Linked DNA regions of Mus musculus: region 2 is linked to region 1. A link is a contact called in public Hi-C data. All regions are on one chromosome and are shown on one strand. The core of a region is the stretch at or near the end of the contact, and the rest is flanking DNA. Distances in the headings are between cores, read along the strand shown.

The links. A called contact is a pair of places that touch in the nucleus more often than the background predicts.
Region 2: a contact with region 1 is called in a Hi-C map of bone marrow-derived DN3 thymocytes, with 2.3 times the contacts expected there. The contact joins two enhancer-like sites. A contact is called at or near these places in 3 of 484 Hi-C or Micro-C datasets (CD4 T cells, CD8 T cells and bone marrow-derived DN3 thymocytes) and 2 of 115 datasets of contacts at active chromatin or transcription factors (double positive thymocytes and memory CD8 T cells).

Annotation. Positions count from the first base shown.
Region 1 is chr13:41,944,568-41,952,087 of GRCm38.p6, forward strand. No RefSeq gene overlaps it. Among named protein-coding and RNA genes, the nearest start is that of Gm22157, 47 kb to the left of the region's middle. Within about 2 kb of position 3,849, at least 26 of the 459 cell types and tissues checked have an H3K27ac peak or open chromatin away from gene starts, as enhancers often do. A contact at or near this core is called in CD8 T cells, double positive thymocytes and memory CD8 T cells, where this site is marked.
Region 2 is chr13:42,091,095-42,098,614 of GRCm38.p6, forward strand. The region is part of intron 2 of Hivep1 (human immunodeficiency virus type I enhancer binding protein 1); the gene reads left to right. Among named protein-coding and RNA genes, the nearest start is that of Hivep1, 43 kb to the left of the region's middle. Within about 2 kb of position 4,932, at least 114 of the 459 cell types and tissues checked have an H3K27ac peak or open chromatin away from gene starts, as enhancers often do. A contact at or near this core is called in CD8 T cells, double positive thymocytes and memory CD8 T cells, where this site is marked.

The sequences.
Region 1 (7,520 bases), core at 2,599-5,098:
AAGTAAAGGAGCAGCATTTTGACAAGGGCGTGAAGGGGTCGCTCTACCTACTGTCAGCAACAACAACGAATGATGTCCAAAAAGGTTATTGCTTTATTAGTCATTTAGTTGGCCAATTAGCAGCCCTATGCTCCTCCCACAAATATCTCAAGCACAGTGAAGAACTAATGAGAGAGACAAGCAAGAGAATGGTCTTGTCCTATTGATGGGACCTAATGACACCAGTTGCCAAAGTGGAACCAACTGTATATCAAGGTGTATGCCTTGACTCCGTCATTTCTACTTGAAACTCAATGCAAAGGAGATGTTAAAGGGTATAAAAAGATTACACATACATGGAATGGAAAAGATTTCATTGTGACATTATTTCCACTCCTAAAACTTGAGTGATGACATAAATACAGCAAAGTATATCTAGGACACAGATCAGGAAAACATCAAAAATGCTGATAATATCTAGAAATTGATTGAGAAGAAAGTATCCGACACATCTAAATAAATACAAATAAACATTATAGAACCTCATTACATTAGGTAACATTATATATGGACTATATGTGTACTTACATGGGAAAAGAGAAATGCCTCAAAAACTGTTTATTGAAAACAATTTTTGAAAAAGGCTCTTCCTATGTCATCCCAGACTAGACTCAGGCTGCTGATATGGACCAACATGGCCAACGCTCTATTTATTGTACTTTCCCATACTGCTTGATTAAAAACAAAACAAAACAGGTACATTCAGAATTTCCACAAGACTAATAAAGCTATTAAAAACAAATATGCTAAGAAACTTTGGGTGAATATAAATGACTGGGGGATTTGAAAGGGTTCTCAGGACTGTGCCACCACTCAAAGATGATGATAGCAGTGATGACGGATCAATGGTGTAATAATCAGGAATGGCCAGGAAACCCTGATTTGCAATTTGGGAGGAGAGGCAATAACAGCATGCACTGCCATGGAGACAATAGTATTAAATGGAACTGAAATGAAATAAACAAGCACGGGAGGATTAGCAAGCGGATCACACCGGGAGGCTGAGAAAATACTACATGACATTTGAGAGATGTAACGCTAAAACCAAGGCCTGGGATTTAAAATCCTTCTTCAGGGGAGTTTCTTTGGCCTGCGCAGAGCTTTCCAGAGGAAATGAATATAAGAGGTGATTTTAAATGTGTGAGGCAGACAGCTTGTTGGAGAGGAAGTCAAACAGAATTTTTTTCACGGAGCCCAAAGGAAGAAAGGAGAATATTTTGCCTTGGGAGTTCCAAAGAGGAAATGTAAAATGAGTCTCCATTATCCTGCTGTTACTGTCAGAGCCTACAGACTAGCTCTGTCAAGTAGTCACAGACACCTTAAAATGCTGTGGCAGGTACACGGTGCAGAAACAACAGAGGAGAAAGATCACCTCCAGAAAAATCACACTAGGGAATGCCAGAGGAAGCCTGTGCTATCTTCCTCCAACCACTGAGACATTGCTGTGCCCACGACCAAAGCCAGCAGGAGTGTTCTCAGTGGCATGCGGCTGTCCTCCAGGAGACAGAAGCTGTCCCTGCGAATGTGCTGTGAGCTTATTGGTGTCTTTCCTTGCCCAGTGGTCTGCTTCCAGACCCCCGAGATTTTTTTCTTTCTTTCTTTTTTTTTTTTTTTTTAGATTATGCCTTTCCGTGTTGTGTGACAACATTGCCACTCTGGATAAGGGATAGAAAGGTCGTCTGAGGATGCAGCTCTGCCAGGGAGCTGGGGCTAAGCAAACAGACAAACAAACAGAAAGAAGTCCTGTTGAGTGGCTTGATCTTGTGCGGGCCTTCTACAGGAAACTGTGAATGGGAGAGGAGGGGCGTTCGAGGTCCCACTTACAGCAGCAGCTTATGGCAGTGTGGTTACTGAGGGAGGGAGAGGTGTTTTCGTTCAGGGCTTTGCTTCCTGGTAGGTTGCTCTTCCCTTTGCACAGATGTATATAGCTCCACATATGGGAGTCACTCATTAGACTAAGTGGGTGATAGGAGCAGGATGCTACAGAGGAATAAGGGTGGATATGGCCAAGATACGTTGTATACATCTATACATTCTCAAAGACTCTTCTTTAAAGCCAGGCATGCAGGGAGTGGGGGGCAAAGACAGGAAGGACCCTGGTGATGACTGGCTAGCCAGACTAGCATATCCTAATTGGGAATCTCTGGGTCACTTAAGAGACCCTGCCTCAAAATCCAGTGTGGATGGATCCTGGGAAGCAACACACCTCAGGATGGCTTCTGGCTTCATTGCCACATTCACATATATATGGGCTTATCTATATGTGCTCACCTGTACACATGCACATAGAGAGAGGGGGGAGGGGGGAGGGAAGCTTGGAGAGAGGGAGGGAGGGAGGGAAGGAGGGAGGGAGGGAGGAGCTCTTTTCAGCCCATGATGGCAATGATGACCATACAGAGTTCCCTTATCAGAGACTAGAGTACTAGTGAATCAGGATAGAGGGAAATCATTTGGGTATAGTTCTATAATAAAAAAGAGATCTTCTAAACACTGTCAGGATAGGGCTGTACACAAACATTGGCGGAAAGGTATGATTTTCCAATATGCAATATTTAATGTTATGTTCAAATTTCAATAGCAGACAAATTAATAACTTGTGCCCAAGAACAATGCTTTTTGTTATTATAGGTATCCTTATACACTGGTGGCCTTCCACTCTAGTTAGTTAACTCTTCCACAAGGGTTGGATTACACCATTTTACTTGGCAAAAGAGGGCACACACGAACAATGCCCAGTAAACTCAGGGGAGGATGGTAGAATGGATGAGACCCTTGGCAAAGACAAAGTCCAAGAAGTAGGAGGATCTGAGAGGAGAGTGCTGATGGGAAGAGGGACACCCAAGAGGGGAATTAACTTGTGGGGTGGAACTTATACATGCACTCACATGTGCGTGCATGCAAGCACACACACACACAGGAAACATACACACAGAAAGAGACAGAGACAGAGACAAAGTCAAATACTCATACCCATTTCTGCTACATTGTGCCATGAATTCAATCAACAAATGATTATAAATACTCAGCAAAAAGTACTGTCTACCATAACTATGTTTAGAATACTTAAAAAACAAAAACAAAAACAAAACTTCCTAAAGGGTATCATTATCCCCTTAAAATGCAATGTAGCCACGAGTTACAGACATTTCTACTGTATTAACTATTTTTGGTCACTCTGGCATGCTTTAAAATTTATGACGGCTGGATGTTCTGATGCACACCAGTAAAACTGGCACTCAAGATGTTGCGATGGGAGGGTAGTCATGAGTCTGAAGCTAACCTGGACTACATAGTGAGTTTCAGGCCAGCGAGAGCCACTCAACAAGATCATCTATGGATATCAATCAACAAATGAGTGAATTAAAGTATGTTGAAGGAGGTGTTGAGATGCTAGGCAAATAATATGCCAATTTTAATAAGAAACTGAGTATTAATATGGATTTCAGTATCCTACAAGGGCACCAGCTTAGCTCTCCGTGCACATGAGGGATAGCTGAATGATGCCTGATCTTGCCTTTCCCTTATTATTTTTACTCTCTCTCTGTCTCTCTCTCTGTCTCTCTGTCTCTGTCTCTGTCTCTGTCTCTGTCTCTCTCTCTCTCTCTCTCTGTGTGTGTGTGTGTGTGTGTGTTCGTTCGTGTGTGTTTGTACAGGTGTCGAGAGAGAACAACATTCTAAAGAAAAGTATAATTTCTTCTTCCAAGCAGTTCAAAATCTGTAAAGAGGCCACAGCCAATATGGCAGCAGCTAGCACCCAGCAATGATAAGAAATCCTCCTGTGAATGTGCCTTCTACAGTAACCACACTGCTGTCTGAGGAGGAGTGCCTGAGGTCTTCTTTGTTTTTCTGTTGGTGGTTATGAGGTCACCCAGAGGAACAGTTTCTCCCCTTGTTGCCCTGGTAATCAAAAGCACATAATTAAAAGCTGGCTCGTGACAGCAACACATGTGATTCTGTGACCCAGGTTTTGGGTTTTTTTTATTTTTATTTTTATTTTTTATTTTTTATTTTTTTTTGTCCTGAGCAATCCTCATTAGACCACGTTAGATTCACAATAGCTTTCCACTCACACAGCAGATGCTGGAATGATCCTAAGTCAGGGAGAATTCCTAAGAATTCCCAACCAGGCAGTGGTGGCACACCACACACACCTTTAGTCCCAGCACTCAGGAGGCAGAGGCAGGTGGATTTCTGAGTTCAAGGCCAGCCTGGTCTACAGAGTGAGTTCCAGGACAGCCAGGGCTACACAGAGAAGCCCTGTCTCGAAAAACAAACAAACAAACAAACAAACAAACAGAATTCCCTAAACACAGAAGAGGTTTGAAACCTGATTTTACCCCCCCCCCCAAAGTAAAGAATTCACTCAAGTATTTTGGGTCTTCTAACAATCACACAAAGCAAGCTGTGGGTATCTGGTAGGGAAGCCTAAGATCTGGGATGAGGTGGCAGGGAGAGGGGGAGAAAAAAAGAGGGGGGAGGAGAAAAGAGGGGGGTAAGAAGGGGAAAGGGAGAAAGGAGGAGAAAAGGGGGGCAGGGGTAAAAGGATGGAGAAGACAAGAAGGCAGGGGAGATAGGCAAGCTAAGGATCAGAAAAGGTGGAAGGGGAGGAGGAGGGAGAAGGGAGGGGGAGAGAGAAGGAGAGGAAAGTGGAAGAGAGGAGGGACAAAGACGAAGCCCAAGGACTCTTGACCTCTGTCCAAGGCTCCCACGAGTCTGGATCACTGTTTGGATGAGTAGAGCCAGTCACAGCGGATGAGCTATTTCCTGTCACCTGGATGGTTGCTTCTGCTCACTGCACCAGCCATAAGCTGGGATGTTTGTTTGCTTGTTGGTTAGTTCGTTTAAGACTCTGTACTTCTAAGGCCTATTTGTTCACTTCTGTGACCGTCTTTTCTTGTTTGAAGAAAATTCTGGGAGAAGACAGCTGGGGAAATCCCCTGTGCTTTCTTAGGAGAAGTGGGGGTTAGGTTTTTATGGGTTTTAGACCTTTTTATTTGTTTTGCTTTGGTTTTAGAGACAAGGACTCATTGTATAGCTCAGGCTAGCCTTGAAAACACAATCCTCCTGCCTCAGGTTCCCTCGGGCACACCTAGGGCCTCCACATATCTTTTGAGACATGAATCTAAACACCTGTCCTACCAGGCTTTGGGGAAGTCTTTCCTCACAGTCATTTGAGAATAAAGGCCCTCAGCTTGGCCTGGCCACACAGGCCTGTAATCTCAGTTAATTGACAGACTGAGACCATAGATTGCAAGTTCAAAGCTACTCTGGGCTACCTGTGGGAGCTCAAAGCCAAACTGGGCAGGTTAATGAGACACTGTCTCCAAAAAAAAAAAAAAACAAAAAAACAAAAAAAAAAGTTTATGTTAGTAAATAAAATAAGCACAAGTAATCTCAACATGAATATAGCTAGTGAATTAATTACTTTTTTAAAAGTGAAAAGTGTATTATGGTACAGAGAGACTTGCCTTGCATGTATGAAAACCCCCTTCTCCCCCCCCCCCCTCAGCCCCCCCACCCACCCAAAGAAGAAAGTCTCTCAATCAGCCACAGAAACATTACCTACTGAGTGGACAAAGAGAACAGGTGTGCGTAGAGAAGACTCTGGTCAGATGCTGCAAGCATCCCACATGCTCTCCCCCTCCCCCTCCCCCTCCCCCTCCCCCTCCCCCTCCCCCTCCCCCTCCCCCTCCCCCTCCGCCAACGGGAGGGTGATGGGCTCCTCTTGGGAGTCAGCAAAGGAGGAAGTCACTTCCTACTTCCTGCACTGGAGATTCCACAACCTCTAACCAGTTTATTGAGATTTTGCCTTTCCCATAGTCTCACCAAATTAAGTAGTATCTGCTATCTCCGGTGTGGTACCTGTGGCATGCATGGCTAGCACCCCCTGACTGCCCGTGTCTGTCATTAGCAGTTACTGTCGGCATTATCATTAGCAGTCCGTGCAGGCACTAGGGTATGCGCAGCATCATGCTCTTTGAGAGGTAGACAGAAATTTCTCAAGCACCATGGTTGATTCTTGAAGGCCCCCATTTGAGAACTCCCATGGTTACATATATATCATCCCTTATTTCAAAGGCAACTCGGAGCATGTAAGAGGTACGCTAACTGCTCCTTCACCTCTATAAATGAGCATGTTATATTTAAATACATACCTATCTCTGGGCAGTGTTCTGGAATACGTGATGGCAATGTGTTCACATGACATCTGGTAGCACCCCTATGTTTTTAACCTGTGTGCCCAAAATGGGGCATCATGAGTTCTTTGTGCCCCATGTTGTGAAATTAAATGTAAACCTGTCTTGACAAATTTGAAGGCTTTGGGGGACAGAAATCCATAGATGGTACGTTGGGGTCCCAAATGCTAAAATGGCCAAAGAGACTATACCTTGGGGGCAGCTTCTGGACCCCCCAGTGCCCCATCTATTCTTTGAGGGCAGTGGGTCTGCTGAGAGCTTGGATTCCAGTTTGGGCAGAGAGAAGAAAGGAAGAAGAGGCAAAGTCCTGACAGCGGCAATCAGATGAACCCAGTGGGCCCAGGAACTATGACGGGAGAATGAGAGCAGAGAGGGGGGCTGGGCTGGGCTGAGGACAGTCGGCTAACTCAGATTCCTGGTGTTTGGCCTGGAGAAAGCACCCACTAGAGGAACAAGTCTGTTGTTAGCAGCCAAGGATGGCCCAGGTGATCGCAGAAGCACACTGGGTTCTCAACCTTGCTGTGATCCTGGGTCTCAGGTAAATGAGTTCTGGCCTTAGCTGACAGTCAGGTAAACAACAGTCCCTGTGCCCATTATTCAAATGGTGCTAGTGTGCCTAGACTAGAGTTCCTCCAAGTTTAGAATAACCCTTCTCTCAATGCCTTGAGTTTCTCTCAGAGTCTTTCTCGCACAAAGAAACAATCTGGAAGATGTGGGCTTTCTAGAAGCTACAAGTTTTATAATTTGTTGGTAGTTACTGGAGGAAGGCACTGGTTTCTAGTTAAGTTGGAATTTCAGATGGTAAGCATAAATACATTTTAACCTAAGTTCCAAATATTATGTTAGACCTACTTATCTATACAGTCCTTTGTTTGCTATGGTTTGACTTAATTCCTTCCTTCCTTCCTTCCTTCCTTCCTTCCTTCCTTCCTTTCTTTCTTTCTTTTTTTATTTTTTGCTTTAAGGTAGTAATGGTACTTCAAGTCTAATTTGGATCTTATCTTGGGGGAATAATGCGTGGTTTACCTGAAAATCACAGTTAACTGAAACTTTAAAAGAATTATTAGCACATATTCATTGTACAAAGTAGTGGGCATAGCATTGCATAGTTATAATGACAGCATTCGAGGAGCTGGGGCAGGAGATTGCCATGAGTTCAAAATGAGCAAAGGCTACACAGAAGAACCCTGTTTGGAAAATTGATACACACAAAACCCAAAGCAACAAACAAACAAACAAACAAAAGACAAATTCAAAACCAGAAACAACTGAGGAGTTCTTTTG
Region 2 (7,520 bases), core at 3,682-6,181, 150 kb after region 1:
CCCGAGTTGTTACGTGACCCGTGTGCTTGACTCACTGATGTATATAGCAGTTGGGCTGCTGCTCCACAGTTTAAAATAACCGCTCTGACATTTTTGCCCTTAGACATCTTTAAGCTTTCCTTTAGTTAGGCATCTCCATTTTGTTCAATTCTTGAACCTCCTTCGAAAGGTCCTGGGGACTTTATGGTAGAACAAATAGGCCTTACCGGGTTTGAGGCTGATGGTGACAGGGTCTCTTGGTGCTGTTCATGAATACAGCATGTTCCAGAGGTCTCCTGAGCTGCATTTTAGATAAAGAAAGAAAACTGCTTGAATAAAGGCCCGTGCCTCCTGGGCATCAAAGGCTCATTTAGGATGGAGAGCAGATGCTTACCTCTTCAGTAGTCCAGTTGTCTCCAAACCCATGGGCTCTGCAGTCCCTCACATGCCAGCAGCTTCCATCAGAGCTTACTTTTTTTTTTTTTATTGTTATCAGGATGTTCTTGTGATTCCTAGGATATTTATATACATGCAAAGACAACCTGTTGCTAATGGTGCCTATTTGGAAATTCGATTAAGTTCTAAGTTGCAATGTTTGCTTTTTAAATATGTCTGTGTAGGCTGGATATGGTAAGCCACACATTGTAGGTAAGACTGCCTGTAATGCCATTATTTGGCAGTCTGAGACAAGTTTAAGGGGAGCCTGGGCTATGTAGTAAGTCTCTGTCTCACTAAACCAAATAAAACTAAACTTAAAAAAAAAAAGAGTATTGTTCCGGTTCATCTGAATAGCTTTAGGGACTGCAACCAGGTATTTTTCTTTTAACATTATTTAGGAAAAGTAGTCCTCTGTGTTTGAGGAGTGACATTCACTTGCCTTGTGAGATCTTTAGCCAGCTCATTAGCGATGCTGTTCCTTGTGCATGTGTGTGCATGTGTGCGCGTGTGTGTTGTGTACATGTATGCATGTGTGTGTTTGTGAGCATGCATGCATGTGTGTGTGCATGTAATGTTGATTGTGTAGTGAGCATTCCAGCTGCTCAGTACAGTTTATCCTGTGTTAGTAATGTAAAATATAGAAAGTGTTCAGTGTGATGAGGGGCTTTAGACTGCAGAGTCTAACCAGCCCTAGGTATCCAGAGGAACAGAGCATCTGTGATGAAGGTCTATGTGTGGAAGGGGCACAGTTTATTCTCCCAGCCTAGTTAGAGTCATAGCGTGTATTTGAGCTGCAGGATATTCAGTGACATAGGCACTACTGAGTATGGTGTTGACCTGTAGGCATCTTAGGAGAATGTGGCAATGTAAGATTAATGGATTTACCTTAGGGAGCCCTGGCTTCTTTGGAATGCTTCTTTTGGGACATTTTGCTTTCTTTAGATGTCACTTATGGAGTTGGAATTTGATCTGGTTTATAGCACTGACTGAGGGTAGAAAGCCAGGAAGTTTTCAGCAGAAGCGTGCTTGGCCCTCGATGCTGCTGAACTTGTTCCCTGCTGTGCGGTAGGCTGGGCCAGGAGGCTTGGAGCCATCTGTGTTCCACCAGACCACACTACCTACCCCAAGCTCAGGGTTACTTCATCCAGCACCCTAGCAGGAGAAAACCATGGTGAGACTTCAAATTCCAGCTCTGCCTACCCTGTCAGTGTGCTACAGTGTTAAGAATTGCTACCCTCACGTGTGAATGAGGAGAGCATTGCCGTCTGCCACTTGTGGGCACTAGAAAGATTAAAGCTGTCTGTGGGGCTGGCAGGTAAAGCCTGGCACTGGTTGCCTTTGTTTCTGGGCTTATTCGGTTCTTGCTCTTCACCTGTCCCCCACCCCATAACTTCTGGTCTTACTCTCGGATTTCCATTTGCTCTGAAGAACAGTTTGTTCCTCGTGAGGCCTGGAGGGATGGGCTGACTCATTCAGTAATATATTTGAATATTTGGCCCTTACTTGTTCATCTGTGTGTTTATGTCACAACTTAATACAATTTTCAGGTTTTTTTTTTTTTAGAAATAATTAAATATTTTTATTTTATAATTCTTTAAGATATTTCTGGAGTAGAATCTAGAAAGAAAAATACTGCTAAGGAAACTAGCTTTTATATTGGGTTTCTCCCCACCAATAAGTATCCACTTAAAATTTATGGCTTATGCTGCTTTTTAGAAGTAAATTAAGTACTAACATTTAAGACAGGCTTCACTATGTAGTCTAGACTATCCTGGGACTGACTGACACTTGTGACCTGCCTGCCTCACCTGTGTAAGTCCACATCTGGCTTATTTTTAATTTTGTATTTTCTTTGTGTATGCATATATATGTATATACAAACATATAGGCTATGTTTATAGGTAAAATGTAACTGCAGTGTATGGTATCTCTCTGTGTCTCTCTCTCTCTCTCTCTCTCTCTCTCTCTCTCTCTCTCTCTCTCTGTCTCTCTCTCTCTCTCTCTGTGTTTTATATTCCATGAGGAGAAAACCTATCCAATTGCACTTATGTGCTAGGGTGCACACTCGAGCCACTGTTTCTCTCAGGCAGAGCAGAACTATGGGAAAGGGTGGAACATGATTGGATATCACTACGATTGCTAAGAGATGGAAGCCTTTGTTGTTAGAGTTTAACGTTTGTAAACTCTTGGTTAGCAGTGGCCCCCACCCCAGCCCCCCATCACACTCGCCGCAGCTGCTCTGCAGCAGTCCTAGGAGAGAGCCCCTCCCTGCGGCTTCCTGCAACCGTCCTTTCCTATAAGCTGGCCCTGACTGATAGGAGAAAGGCAGCCTCTGTTTCACAATGAGTTCAAGCCCTGTGTGGGGACTTTCCAAAAGAGAGTGGGTTACCCAGAGAGAGCTCAGCATTTGGTCCGTCTATCGCAGGCAGGCCTCTAGGCTGAGAACAGAGTTTGGAAACTCCTGGCGCTGGTTTGTGCCTAGCTTGGGATTAAAAACCAATGTCGTTCAGGTGGAACAGGAGCGAGGCTTATCCATGACAGAGTAAACTCACCTAGTTTATATTGATTACTGAAGACGTGCCTAAGAAGCGCAGGAAGTCTCTGAAAGGGCTTCAGATGGCTTTTGTAGCACATGCATTGCCACCGTTGAAGGTTCTAATCTATAAAATATGAGATCTTTTTATAAAATGCCCATTGTATATGAAGTAAGTACAGTTATCTGATGTCTGTGCACAGGGCATTATTTGATGAGGCTTTTTTTTTTTTTTTTTTTGAGACAGGGTTTCTCTGTATAGCCCTGGCTGTCCTGGAACCAGGCTGGCCTCGAACTCAGAAATCCGCCTGCCTCTGCCTCCCAAGTGCTGGAATTAAAGGTGTGTGCCACCACGCCTGGCTATTTGATGAGTTTTAAAAAGTTAGCATTTCTGAAGGTGGTGGCAGGTGCTAATACTAATTGTGTGTCTCCTGTAGTCCATCCATGGTCTCAGACATCAGAACTGCCTTTTGAGATGAACCTAAGATGTCTTTCTTTGTCAAGAACCAGAAATGAGCCTCAGATCGTCCTTGTCACACTCACTGTATTATGTCGTCTCAGCTTGCTCCCTCCTCTTGTTCTTTAGCTCAACACAAGGGATTCCTCCCCGGTGGGTCACTTGGTGGCCCTCTAGGCCCCAGTGCTGTGATGTAGCCAGTGCTGTGATGTAGCCGGTGCTGTGATGCAGCCGGTGCTGTGATGCAGCCGGTGCTGTGATGCAGCCGGTGCTGTGATGCAGCCGGTGCTGTGATGCAGCCGGTGCTGTGATGCAGCCGGTGCTGTGATGCAGCCGGTGCTGTGATGCAGCCGGTGCTGTGATGCAGCCGGTGCTGTGATGCAGCCGGTGCTGTGATGCAGCCGGTGCTGTGATGCAGCCGGTGCTGTGATGCAGCCGGTGCTGTGATGCAGCCGGTGCTGTGATGCAGCCGGTGCTGTGATGCAGCCGGTGCTGTGATGCAGCCGGTGCTGTGATGCAGCCGGTGCTGTGATGCAGCCGGTGCTGTGATGCAGCCGGTGCTGTGATGCAGCCGGTGCTGTGATGCAGCCGGTGCTGTGATGCAGCCGGTGCTGTGATGCAGCCGGTGCTGTGATGCAGCCGGTGCTGTGATGCAGCCGGTGCTGTGATGCAGCCGGTGCTGTGATGCAGCCGGTGCTGTGATGCAGCCGGTGCTGTGATGCAGCCGGTGCTGTGATGCAGCCGGTGCTGTGATGCAGCCGGTGCTGTGATGCAGCCGGTGCTGTGATGCAGCCGGTGCTGTGATGCAGCCGGTGCTGTGATGCAGCCGGTGCTGTGATGTAGCCGGTGCTGTGATGTAGCCGGTGCTGTGATGTAGCCGGTGCTGTGATGTAGCCGGTGCTGTGATGTAGCCGGTGCTGTGATGTAGCCGGTGCTGTGATGTAGCCAGTGCTGTGATGTAGCCAGTGCTGTGATGTAGCCAGTGCTGTGATGTAGCCAGTGCTGTGATGTGCCATTGGTGTTGAAGTGGCTGGGAGTGTTGCCCTAAGACCTGGGCTTAGAACTTGACCTCGAGGGGTGAAGTAAAGATCTCGTTACCACATCTTTGAAAAAAATTGTGGTTTTCATTATTAGAAAAACTGCATTTCCTGTAGCTGGATTAAATGCCTTTATATTTTGCAGCTTTAAGGATTTCATTTTAAACTACATGTGTATTTACATGCCGGTTTGTGGATATGTGTATAGGTGTGCAGATGCCCAAGTGGGTAAGAGCCGTCAGATGCCCTCGAACTGGATTTACAGATGACGGTGAGCCTCCTGACATGAGTGCTAGGAACCAACCTCAGGTCTTCTGCAAGTGTTCTGTGCTCTCAACCACTGAGCCCGCCCACCCGACTCCAGCACCCGCCCCGCAGACCAGGAGACTTTCCGTGCAGCTGCTTTAGTCCACATGTCCTCAGAGGTGGCAAGGGAGGCAGTCTCTGCAGTGACCTATTTCCCTTGGTGTTTCAGAACGGAGTGTGAGAGACAAGGGGCATGGCTTGTTACTGATCTCTACTGTGGTGTGTGGACAGGACTGTTTGGTGCTCTGTCTAGTCAAATTGTACTGAGTCTTAAAAAAAATTGTATTCTTACTGACAGTTTCTGGTTCACTGGAAAGTTGTGTTTCCTGTTGTAAGGTTTGTGGAAGGTCAGAGCAGCAGCAGCAGTAGACAGAGGTGAACAGTGAGGAGAAGAGGCCCATGGGAAGGGGAAGCACCAAGTTCAGTGAGTTCGCCATGCTGCGTGCTGACAGAGCATACAGTGCCTGCCTGTCTCCTGTGGAGAGACCAGCAGAGGAGTCCCAAGCCCTCCCTCACTAGGCACTGGCTCACAGTGAAGAGGCTCTCAGGGGCTTAGAAAAGGGAGAACCTTGCCTTGACTACAGCCAGGGAGGCAGCAGGGTGCTGCAGCTGAAGGTTATGTGTGTATGTATGGAGAGAGAAGAACAACGACTTTCCTTTTGCGGCCCTATCAACTCCCCTGCGATGAGGAAGGCATGGGAGTGTAGGAGAGAAGCCGCTGTGCTGGCCCGTGGCTTTCAGCCTCAGCACAGATGCAGGGGGTGAGCATCTTGATACCAGCACACTACTTGTTGGCTATTTAAGGGCAACATTATTTTTTTCTCTGATCAAGCTTCTCACTAGAACAGTAACATTTAAGGGGCGTACATTTTCATTAACCTCACGCAGAAATGTGAGCCCCCAATGGTTAGTACCAGGAAAATGGGTCATCTTGCCTTTTCCTGTCCAAGGAGAGAGAACTGCACTTGAAAGCTAATGACTTTTGTGTTCTCATAGCTCTCAGCTCTCAGCAGTGCATAAAAAGTGCCTGTTTGGCATTCATTTACTTATCTGTCAATGTTGGTGGCAGTCTGAAGTGTTCTATAGTGTTATACTTGGTTCAGTCATTTGCCTGAGGAGCCCCTAAAAACTAGCTTGATCCGAGGGTTTGTGCTTTAGGAAGAACAGTATGATGTCCCTTGCTCCCTTCATGGCAGAAGAAATGACACTGTGTTCATCTATATTCATTGAAGAAGAATTGGAAGGTCATATACTCACAAGAATCGGTCATTCATAATAGTTCATGTATATATGTATATGTGTATATATATATATGAAGCTACATGTGCATCTATACATAAACATTTACACATATTTGTATAAATATGTACATATGTGTGTAAATGTGTAAAGTGTGCAGCACAGCTGACATGGTGTGGTATGGCACACTTTTCTGGTTTCCCACACTGTTCCTGATGACTGCTGTTTCCAGTGCTACTACAGTGGCCACATGGTGCTGTCACATGACCATAGTAACTGGCTGTAGCTAGGTGATTTCATTGTATCTGATTGACACTGTGGAACCTTTGCTATTTCCCCTCCTTTTATAGTTAACATACATGATTTACTGAGGTGCATTTTTTTTATTAAAAAAAAAATCACTTTTCTTTTCTTCTTCATTAGAATTTGAGCATTTGGGGCTGGCAGACGTTTTTGTTGTTGCTTTTAATAATATCTGTCTTGCAATAACTTCAAGGAAAAATTACCATCTTAAATACTAGATTTAGGACTGTGTTTATTTTGCCTTGGCAGAGCTGTGGGTAGAAGCGAGGCTCTCTGCACTATCAGCAGGTGAGGTAGTGCTGGCTGCATCTCCAGTTGAACACCACTCTTATTGGCCTCCGTCTTCATGCTTAATTCACGTTTTCATGATCTGGTCTCTCTGCTGGGGATACTATGTAGGGCGGGATGTGAATTTCTGCAGTGCTGCTGCCACCTAGGAGGGTGTGATATTTGATAATTATATATATCATTATAAAATCATATTTACAATGAACATTGATAACCAAAGTTACAGTATAGTATGGGATATATATTTAATAAATTGGAAAAGAAAGAACTACAACTAGAACCCTTGGTTTTTATGCTAGAGAAGTGGCTGAGTTGGTAAAGTACCTGTCAGTCAGGCACGAGACCCTAGTGCCCAGGCAGAAGAGCTAGGAATGGTAGGCAGGCAGTCAAGCCGATCCTTGGAGCTCATTGGCCCATTGGCCTAAGCGGTGGGAGCTACTGGTTCAGTGAAAGACCTTGCCTCAGAAGATACGACAAAGAGCTATTGAGGAGAAAGCATTGTCTCTGGCCTCCACATGGACAGGCATACAATGTACACAGACACACACAGACACACACACACACACACACACACACAGACACACAGACACACAGACACCCTAAAATTCTTTGCTAGTAAAATCTATTGTTTATTCATTTACTTATTTACAAATAACATTGTCTCTTTATATAACCAAGTAGGTCTCAACCTCACTGTCCTTCTAGCTTAGCCTTAGAAGTGCTGGGATTATTGTTCTAATTAAAGTAGAAGTCTGAGTGTTGTTACCTGAGGAGTTGCCACAAATCAGAAGACACAGCATGAAATTTTATTCTTTCAATCTGTCTGTCTGTCTGTCTGTCTGTCTGTCTGTCTGCCTGCCTGCCTGCCTGCCTGCCTGCTTGCCTGCCTGTCTGTCTAAAAACATGTAATGAGTAGGGCTGGAGAGATGGCTCAGAGGTT